Regions from separate parts of the Mus musculus genome. Here region 2 is linked to region 1. The links are chromatin contacts, called in public HiChIP or PLAC-seq maps. All regions are on one chromosome and are shown on one strand. Each heading gives the region's core, a stretch centred on a gene start, on an enhancer-like site or on the middle of the called end of the contact. The rest is flanking DNA. Distances are from core to core; before and after follow the strand shown.

What was found. HiChIP or PLAC-seq counts read pairs in DNA pulled down with a chosen protein or histone mark.
Region 2: a contact with region 1 is called in a CTCF HiChIP or PLAC-seq map of CD8 T cells, with 11 read pairs. The contact joins two enhancer-like sites. A contact is called at or near these places in 1 of 15 datasets of contacts at CTCF or cohesin (CD8 T cells), 4 of 484 Hi-C or Micro-C datasets (B cells, CD4 T cells, the CH12 cell line and 1 more) and 1 of 115 datasets of contacts at active chromatin or transcription factors (CD8 T cells).

Annotation. Positions count from the first base shown.
Region 1 is chr7:72,268,685-72,273,416 of GRCm38.p6, forward strand. All of the region lies in intron 1 of Mctp2 (multiple C2 domains, transmembrane 2), which reads right to left. Among named protein-coding and RNA genes, the nearest start is that of Mctp2, 36 kb to the right of the region's middle. Within about 2 kb of position 1,532, at least 37 of the 459 cell types and tissues checked have an H3K27ac peak or open chromatin away from gene starts, as enhancers often do. A contact at or near this core is called in CD8 T cells, where this site is marked.
Region 2 is chr7:72,341,575-72,346,385 of GRCm38.p6, forward strand. No RefSeq gene overlaps it. Among named protein-coding and RNA genes, the nearest start is that of Gm39035, 37 kb to the left of the region's middle. Within about 2 kb of position 2,992, at least 5 of the 459 cell types and tissues checked have an H3K27ac peak or open chromatin away from gene starts, as enhancers often do. A contact at or near this core is called in CD8 T cells, where this site is marked.

The DNA of each region.
Region 1 (4,732 bases), core at 282-2,781:
TCATACTGTATTATTTTACTGAAGTTACTAGAATATAGGAAACTGCCTTTGTATATAGACTCTAATTCCATTCATCTTACTGAAATTATTTTAACACTAATAATTCACCTATAAGCCAAAATCTTCTCTAGTTTCTAGGATAGACAATTATCTTAGTTTCTTTTCCTACCTATTGCTATGAAAAGCACCCTAACAAAACAACTCAAGGGAAGGGGTGTTTGAGTTCATCAATCAAGGGTGCAGTCTCCTGTGCTGGTAAAGTCAAGGAGCCAGGGGCATGAAGCAGCTGGCCATATCCTAAGCATCATTTACAAGCAGAGAGATATGGATGCCGGTGCTCAGCCTCAGTGGTGCTCTACCCTCCCAGGGTGGATATGTCAAGTTAATTAACCAAAGCAACACAATCCCAGAGGCTATATAATGGCACACACATGTCTCTCAGAAGATCCTAGATTCTGTCCACTTGACAGTTAACCACCATGAACAAGTTGTTTCCAAGTGACAATCATTTCATTTAGCTTTTTTTCAGGCCTGGTTATTTTTTTTTCCCATTCCACATGATTATAGCATCACATCCAATTGCAACAGACATTCTGCCAGGAAGCACCTGAATGTCCATTGAGGCATCTCAAGGTAAGGAGATAAACTTAGCCTAGCAATCCACAAGGTAAACAAGGACTGAGTTGCCAAAACAGTTTTCTTCCATTTGTTTAGGTGTTTCCATGGCTGACCATTTGGTACAAAGCAACCGATTGCTGTGTTCTTCCCCAGAGAAGACAACCTCTACTGCTCCCAGCTTTTCTTGGTTGCTTAGAATTCTTTGTGTAAGACTGGGTCCCTAAACATTATATGAACTTAGCAGGTTATGTTTAAGAATATCTATATCTGATATATAGAGATATATAATATATGTATATGTAAACATACACATATATACATAATAATAATAGATGAATTTGAAAAGCTTGAAAAAAAAGAATTTAGAGGAGGTAAAGGGGAGAGAGGAATGTTGCAATTATATAATAAATCTCAAAACTTAAATAAGTAAAAAGAAAACATGCCCAGGTACATATATGCATACCATAAACATACAAGGCATTTTATATATTTTTTCTCCAGTTAGAATGTACTATTGATATAAACATTATCCAGGATTAAGTAATGATACAATTTAACAAGCAATTTGGAAATTGATTGTAGAACACAGAGATGGTTCATGTCTAGAAATTAATGATGGCGAGATTGGCATGCAAGAAAACCACAGATGAATATCTACACTAAAAGTTGACATGAGCTTTAAAGAACTAGCACTTAATGGCCAGTTGTGACAGAATAAACTCAGAAACGAAACTATAAAGACTTAGAAGAAAAGAAAAAAAGGTGTGGTATCCCTATGACAAGTAGAATCTAAACTAGGAGCCGTAAAGGAAGGGTATTTTATAGAGGAAGTGGTGAGCAGCATCGAGTGTTACACACAGACAAAGTGACAATAATCTTAAAAGTATTCATCTGAGAAAATGAAAAGAATCAGTAGTCATGGGATGAGTCATCTTGACGATGCGAAGCAGAAAATCATCTGTGAGTGATGTACACTGAGACTACTGTGGACAAGGTGAGAAGAAAGGCAATGATTAAACGACACTCAAAACCTAGGCTGAAGAGGAAGGGAAATGTAGGTGGCTTGGGGATGCATGAGTATGTTCAAGATAGATAGAAGAAGCTCTTACATTAAAGGCACATATAAGTTTAATGCAGGGTTCAACCAGCAATCTCTGACTCAATAAACTCCCCAATCCAACATAAACACATACAGATTTTTACTTCCTTCTTCAAAGCTACTATCAGCTGTCCAGCTACTGTCTCAATCTTTATTTTAGTCAAGCACTGTCCAACAATCAATTGTATGGTATTAATCAAGCGTAAGAGAAGTAATTCAATTCTTTGTATCATTGCATCTATTTGCTTCATTGGCTTCCTGTAATACACACACACACACACACACACACACACAAAATCACTTAGTTACTGCATTACAAAGCAACTGCAAACCTCAAAACTCCAGTATAATATACTATTGTATCAAAAAGTTTCATTTGTGTGATGGTTAATTCCCTCATGTGCTGGTTAATCTTAATAGTTAATGTGATTATATATTTGAACCACCTAGAAGACACACTTCCAGCATGTACAGAATGGTTCTGGATATTTAGCAGTGGTTGAAAGACACACCCTGAATGGGTAATTTGTTTAGATGCAAAGGAATATGTAAACTATTAGTTTTACCATCTACATTAAAAATTATTTAACTGAAAGAGAAATAACTTTTATAAACACATTCTTTCACACAAATTCATGCCCCAAACAATCATACACAACCAAGCCCTATCATTAAATCATAATTTATTCCATCCTGTTACTAAATAATCTATTTGTTTAATAAACATTGTTAGTATCTAAGTAATGAGGGAATATTCCCCCTTTAGGGATATTTCAGGGAACAAAACAGACTTTTTGGTTTCATAAAATTAATATTCTCCTTAGAAGGGTCAGACAATAAGTAGATACATATTTAATGTCAGGTGATGGGAATAGACAAACACAACAGCAGAGGAGCTAGAATGTCTGTGGATAAACAAGTTGCCAGGTTGCCACTTCTCTTCTATCCATTGGGAAAGCATCCCTTGTATGAAGTCCCTCCGTAGAAAGACATGAGGGAGAGCTGTAAAAGTCAGGAGCATTCTGTGCACAGAAAGATCCAAGCAGATGGACAGGGACAGTGGAAAGCTAGAGGAACTTCAATCGGGTAAGTGTGCTCAGAGCACAGGCTGGCAGGGGAACCAGCACAAAGGCCTCCAAGAAGAGTAAGAGAAAGGATACAGCATGTCCCTGGGAGCCAGCCTGAAGACACTCACTATCATACAGGATGGGCAGGAAAGCCACTAGAGCAATGAAAATTGTACCCAGGATGCTTTGCTAGCCCCTGCTCTGAATCCTTCCCTGTGTTCACTGTTCTGCGCGGATTAACAATTCCCCTAAACCACTGCACCCACTCGATTCTTTTACGCCAGCTTTACAGATGAGGAAGCTCTGATTTGATCGCAGTCACAGTGCCAGAACTTGACCCCGGGCTTATCTAGCTCAGCATTGCCCAATAGTGGTCATTGTTGGCCCTGGGGCTTGAGTAGCCTTTATTGTGTAGGCATGTCCTATATGATGAACTTGTCAACAGTCCTCATCTCTTTGAAATCAAGAGTATTCCTGTCACAGTGACAATCAAAGACAGTATCCATGATTTTTAAAGTCGCCAATGTGATCGCTAGCTGGAGCTACCAGGACTCTTCCCCACTCAAACTGTCACTTGGCAATGCCTCTGTCACTTTGTTCTGCCAGCAAGAGAGAAGGATGGAGGCAGGACTCTTAGGAAGATGTATAAATGAACAAGCCGCTATAAAGGAGGCCTATTTCCCCCATCTGTTTAGACTTTTATGTTTATTTACCACAAACTGCAATGGGATACTGTTATTTTCAAGCAAGTAATGAAACACAGTTTTCCCTCTCAGAGAGGAATATATTAAGTTCTAGAAGGAGAGCAGAGCCCTGAGAGTCCTTGTAGTATTAAGAACCTACTGTTGATGTGGCAATTTAAGAAATAGGCCTGGCACAAATAAAGCAAAAAAAAAAAAAAAAAAAAAAAAATTATTCAGAACTCTAAGTATATTAAAGTATGTTTTTTATTTTTTTTTATTATTTTCTTCACTTACATTTCAAATGCTATCCCAAAAGTCCCCTATACCCTCCCCTCCCCCTGCCCTGCTCCCCTACCCACTCACTCCCACTTCTTGGCCCTGGCGTTCCCCTGTACTGGGGCATATAAAGTTTGCTAGACCAAGGGGCCTCTCTTCCCAATGATGACCGACTAGGCCATCTTCTGCTACATATGCAGCTAGAGACATGAGATCTGGGAGTACTGGTTAGTTCATATTGTTGTTCCACCTATAGGATTGCAGACCCCCTCAAGCTCTTGGGTACTTTCTCTATTTCCTACACTGGGGGCCCTGTGTTCCATCCTATAGATGACTGTGAGCATCCACTTCTGTATTTGCCAGGCACTGGCAAAGCCTCACAGGAGACAGCTATATCAGGGTCCTTTCAGCAAAATCTTGCTGGCGTATGCAAAAGTGTCTGGGTTTGGTGGCTGATTAAGTAGCAGAAAATACTAGAGAACTCTGTAGCAAAAATGAGTCTAATAAAACCCAGACAAAGCTGTCATGTTCATGGAAGAAAGGCGGGGGGGGGGGGGTAGTCATGAGCTCTCTGATTTCCAGAATTTATGACAATCACCAAAAACACGACTCCAGATACACAGTTGTAAGTATATATCTATATTGGCATATGCTTAGCATCAGTTGGATGTATAATTGAATTTAAAGAGAAGCAAAGAGCAGAATTTAGAGCCAAAGCCATTTTTAATAAGGCAATTTTTAAATAGGAATTATCTCAGACAGACAAGTTATCAGTGTCTATGGTGCTATTTGTCTGTACTATTATTTTTTCCCTTGCAACTAAACTTGAAGAAAGCTTGAAATCTGGTAGGATTTGAAACCCAGCCTGACAGGGCCTACTCCTATGAACAGAGGATGTTTTCATGGATAATTTAGATAAAATACTAGATTAGTATATGAGGAAGATACACTGAAACTGTCAGATCAATTAAAAAAAAACCTTATATTGA
Region 2 (4,811 bases), core at 1,742-4,241, 74 kb after region 1:
TGTTTCCTTTCCTACCACTTTTGCTATGAGGATTTCTCCTCCCACCTCACCACACACACACACACACACACACACACACACACACTACACACACACAATATACAGACACACAAACTGATTACATCTTCAGTCTAGTTGCAAACTGAGTGTTGTCAAGGCATCTGACCATCTCAGGAGAAGAAAGGTGACTCATAATACTACTGTCATTTTGAGTTAATTACTGTTCCATATTAGCGTGAGCCCCTGAGAGTCTGAGGGATTCCAGGTGACAAACAAGAGAGAATCTTCAGGGACTACAGCAGTACAGATGAAAAGAACTTCCAACACAACACTAATTCACTCTTGTCTTTGCAGTTCTCAAAAGCTTCTGTGAGGAATTTTACAGTGAAGTATTAGGGATTGCTAAAAAACACAGGCATTGTGCTTTCTCCTGAGATTCCTAGCTCACCGTAACTGCAAAGAATATGAAAAGTTTGTGATATTTACAGTAAGAAAATGACACCTTCCCTTATTACCCATGTGTCTTTCAATAAATCCCCAAGAACTCTAAATTCATGTCTCCATTTCCCAAACAGTTATAATATCCAGTGTTTGATGCTATTGTGGCAATTGAAGGTAATATTCATTGTCTATCCTTCTGGTGTATTGAATATGCCATGGTATGGTTGCTGTGATGGTTTGAATATGCTTGGCCCAGGGAGTGGCACTATTCAGAAGTGTGACCTTGTTGGAGAAAGTGTGTCACTGTGGGCATGGGCTTTGAGACCCTGATCCTAGCTGTCTGGAAGCCAGTGGTCTCCTAGTTACCTTTGGAACAAGAGGTAGAACTCTTAGCTCTTCCAGTGCCATGCCTACCTGGATGCTGCTGTGCTTCCTGCTGTATTGATAATGGACTGAACCTCCTAACCTGTAAGCCAGCACAAATTAATTGTTGTCCTTTATAAGAGTTGCCTTGTTCATGGTGTCTCTTCACAGCAATGAAACCCTAACTAAGACAAATGCTTTGACTTGGCATGACTCTACACCATTTTATGGGTCTGAATAACTGGGAAACTTTACCACTGAGTTGAAAAAGGCATTCCAATAGCACATCTGAGCATTGGGCATAGCTTGTTAATGGAACATTTATATAACATGAGAAACATCATGAATTCCATCTCAACACAAAGAATAAGACAAGAAGGAAAAGAAGAGAGAGGAGGAGGAAGAGGCAAAGGAGAAAAAGGAGGAATAGAAGAAAAGGAGATGGAGGAGAAGGAGGAGGGGGCAAAGGAGGAGGAGGAAGAGGGAGAGGAGGAGACAGGTATCATGATGTGAAAAGCTAGTAGACATGGAAAGATGGCTCAGTAGTTAGAACACATTGTGTTCTTACCCTTGAACCTGAACTCATTTAGCACCACCCACATTGTACGGCTCCCAACTGCCTGTAACTCTAGCTTCTGGGGATCAGAGCCCTCTTCTGGCCTCTTTGGGAATTGTGCTCATGTTCACACTACACACACATAGAAATAATAAAGGCAAGGATGAATGGTGATGATGGTTTATTTAACGAAAGAAAGAGAGGAGACATGCATGAGATTAGAAGAAGAAAGCTTGTTTAAAAGGAATTAAAGACACCAAACAGTATAAGATATTGTGAAATATATGCTTACATTCTTCTTACCTTTCTCTTTTGAGATATATAACAATTTATTTTCAATTGTGCTGGCTATGATGTCAAACACCAGAACTTCTTTCGCCTAAAAAAAACAACATCCCACCTCTTTTAACATACAAAATCTATAAATTCGTCTCTGAAAACTACTGTGTTTCAATTTTATACATTTTTTGTAAATTATCCATCAATAAATTATCATTTATTTCTCATACATGATGACAGTCATCTGCACATTAAAAACAGACATGTCTATTATAGTATAGACACCAGGGAAGCTTTCAACACCAGTTGAAACATCTACATCATCCAGTTGGTTTTCTAGTGTTTTGTTTGTCTGTTTGCTTGATATACATTATTGAAAGCCATTATAAATTTTTGAGAAGGTACTTGACTTAAGAAACTGCACAATAAGTCATATTGTCCATACAAATCAACTCATGTTACTAGACATGAATTTAAAATCCATTATCTGGTAATGGTAATTATTACATTAATTGGTAAGCATCCTAGATATATTTCATAATTTTAATATTGGTATACTTCATATACTTTTGCAGATAGTTTTATTAAGTTTCCATCACTGTAGCAGTTAGTTTGATGTAAAGATTGGACTAAATCTGTGAAAGTCTAGCAAACCTTTACATATTTTATTTTACACACATGAGTATTTGTTTCCATGTATATTCATGCATCATGTGTGGACCTAATGCCCATGATGTCCACAAGAGGGCACTGGTTCCGCCGGAACTGGAGTTAGAGGATGTTGTGATGTGCTACATGGGCTCTGGGAATTGAGTCTAGGTCCTCTGGATGTACAGTTAGTGCTCTAAACCATTAAACTGTCTCTCCAGCACCCCTAAATGATTCAAATTAAATGAATTACCAATGAAAAACCCACTGGCATGCATAATTTTCTATAAATTTTTTCTAAGAAATCTATATTTAAAGCTGTAAAATAATTGTCTCAAATTAAGTCACAAAAGGTAAGAAACATCCATTGAAAGTGTTCTAAAAATAATTTACATTTCAAGCAGTGTGTACATTTCATATATGTCTGCTAACTTAATCTCTTTTTCACTTAAAACCACAAAAGAATACATTATAAAATTACAGAAGAAACATAGCCCACAAAAGGCTGCATACCTTTTACTGGTTTCCATTTCCATTCAGGTCGATATATTTTCTTCTTTCTTTGAGATGCCCTCCTTGGCCTATGCATTATTTAGAAGTGTGTTCTTGGTTTCTAAGTGTTTGGATCGCTTCCTGTTACCTTTCTGTTAATGAGTTTCAGTTTTATTTCGTTGTGGTCAGACAACACATTGTGTCTGACTCCGATGCTTTCAGATTTGCTGAGGCTAATCTGGTTTTCATGAGCAATCAGAGAGTATGGGCAGGGCTAGGGATATAGCTCAGTGATAGAGGACTTGCCTTTTTACCAACCATCACCCACTTTGAAATTGGATTATTTAGGGATGTATTTGTTGTTGAGTTGATTGTTTCTTGCCACATTTGAATATTAACGATGCTGTATCAGATATGTGGCTTGAAAACATTTTCTTCCAAGTGGCAGGTTGCCCCTTTGAATTGTTGATTGTTTACATTGCCAAAGAGACTCTTGTACTTTGTTTATTCCTTCTTGCTTACTCTGTCTTTAGTTACCTGTTCCTTTGGTATTAATACTCAAATAACTGTTTTTCCGATCAATGCAAAGGACTCTGACCCTGTTTGGCTTTGTTGTTTCTTCCTAAGAACTATGTGTTAAGGTCTTTTGTTTGATTCCCCAAGGCATTGTGAGTCGCTGCTTTGTGCATCTGTATTCTGTTATTCTTGTGCATGAAAATACCTAGTTTCCCAGTAATGTATATTGAAGAGATTTTTCATTTTATCTTCTTGATGTCTTTGTCACAATTTAGTTGAACATCTATAAGTGATTTTTATTCCCAGACTCCCTATTTTGTTCTGCTAGTCTATGATGTATATGTTTTACTTCTTTTTTTTTTAAAGCCAGTATCAGGCTGCTTTGATTACTGTAGATTTGTAACTATTGTTGCCTGCATATGAAATGCCCCCAAAAGTCCCTTTCTTGAAGGCTTTGTTCACAATGCAGTATTGTTCAGAGGTGCAGCATCAAGGAAGTGACTGGTTGTTGGGGACATGACTTCCTCATCAGTGGATTCATTCATAAGTCAATGGCATTGTGGGAAAGTGGTAGTAATTAGGTAAGGTCTATTTAAGCCAGTGGTGGCATGCCCTGGGAAGACATACCTTGTCTCTGGCCCTTACTCTCCCTCCTGTGCTTCATGAGGTAGCCTACTCATTCACTATAGTATTCTGTTTAAGTGGTCAAAATCTATGACACCATAAGCCAAGTCAAAATTTGCCTTCCGTAATTAACATGTTTTATCACCATGAGGAACAGCTGAACCTCACGGTGGCATAATCCAAAATCCAAGTCTGTAGTTCCTCTTTTTTTTTTTTTTTGTCAAGGTTTCTTTGTCTGTTGGAAGTTTTTTGAAGTTCTGCATAATTTTTGCTTTATGTATGTATAAATCTATACTAATATTTAATTTCACATAATAAGCTGAATAGAAAAATACGTATGTATTCTATCATCCTATTAGTGACTTTCCCCCTCTCCTGTTGTTTATATATTTAAAATAAATTTCTGATATGGAGAATGGAACCATATTTTGGACCAAAACATCATGATTCATTACTCAATTGCCAGAATTGGTTCCCTAGAGTGTAGACTCTGAAAAATAAAGGGAAAAGGTAGGGCTCTGCAGATTAGCCATTTTACCTAAGTTTACCAAATTGATTTATTTCATTGATCAGAACCCCAGGCTTACAAGGGCCAAATGATGAAACTTTGGCATTGCTACCTCTGCAACAGATCAAACATCCATTTTCACATGGGCTATCTGGTTGGTGGATCAATAATCATTACATGTATTCTCAGGTCTAGAAGGTTATGCCTTCCAGATTTTACACAACTGCTAATAAAAAAACAAGACTTTTCAAGCTGGGCAAAATGGTCCTCACCTGAGATCACCACACCTAAGTGGTAGAGGATTATAAATTCGAGACAAACCAAGATTACATAGTGTGACCTTGTCTCAAACCAAGTACAACAACACAAGTAGCCAATGTGCAA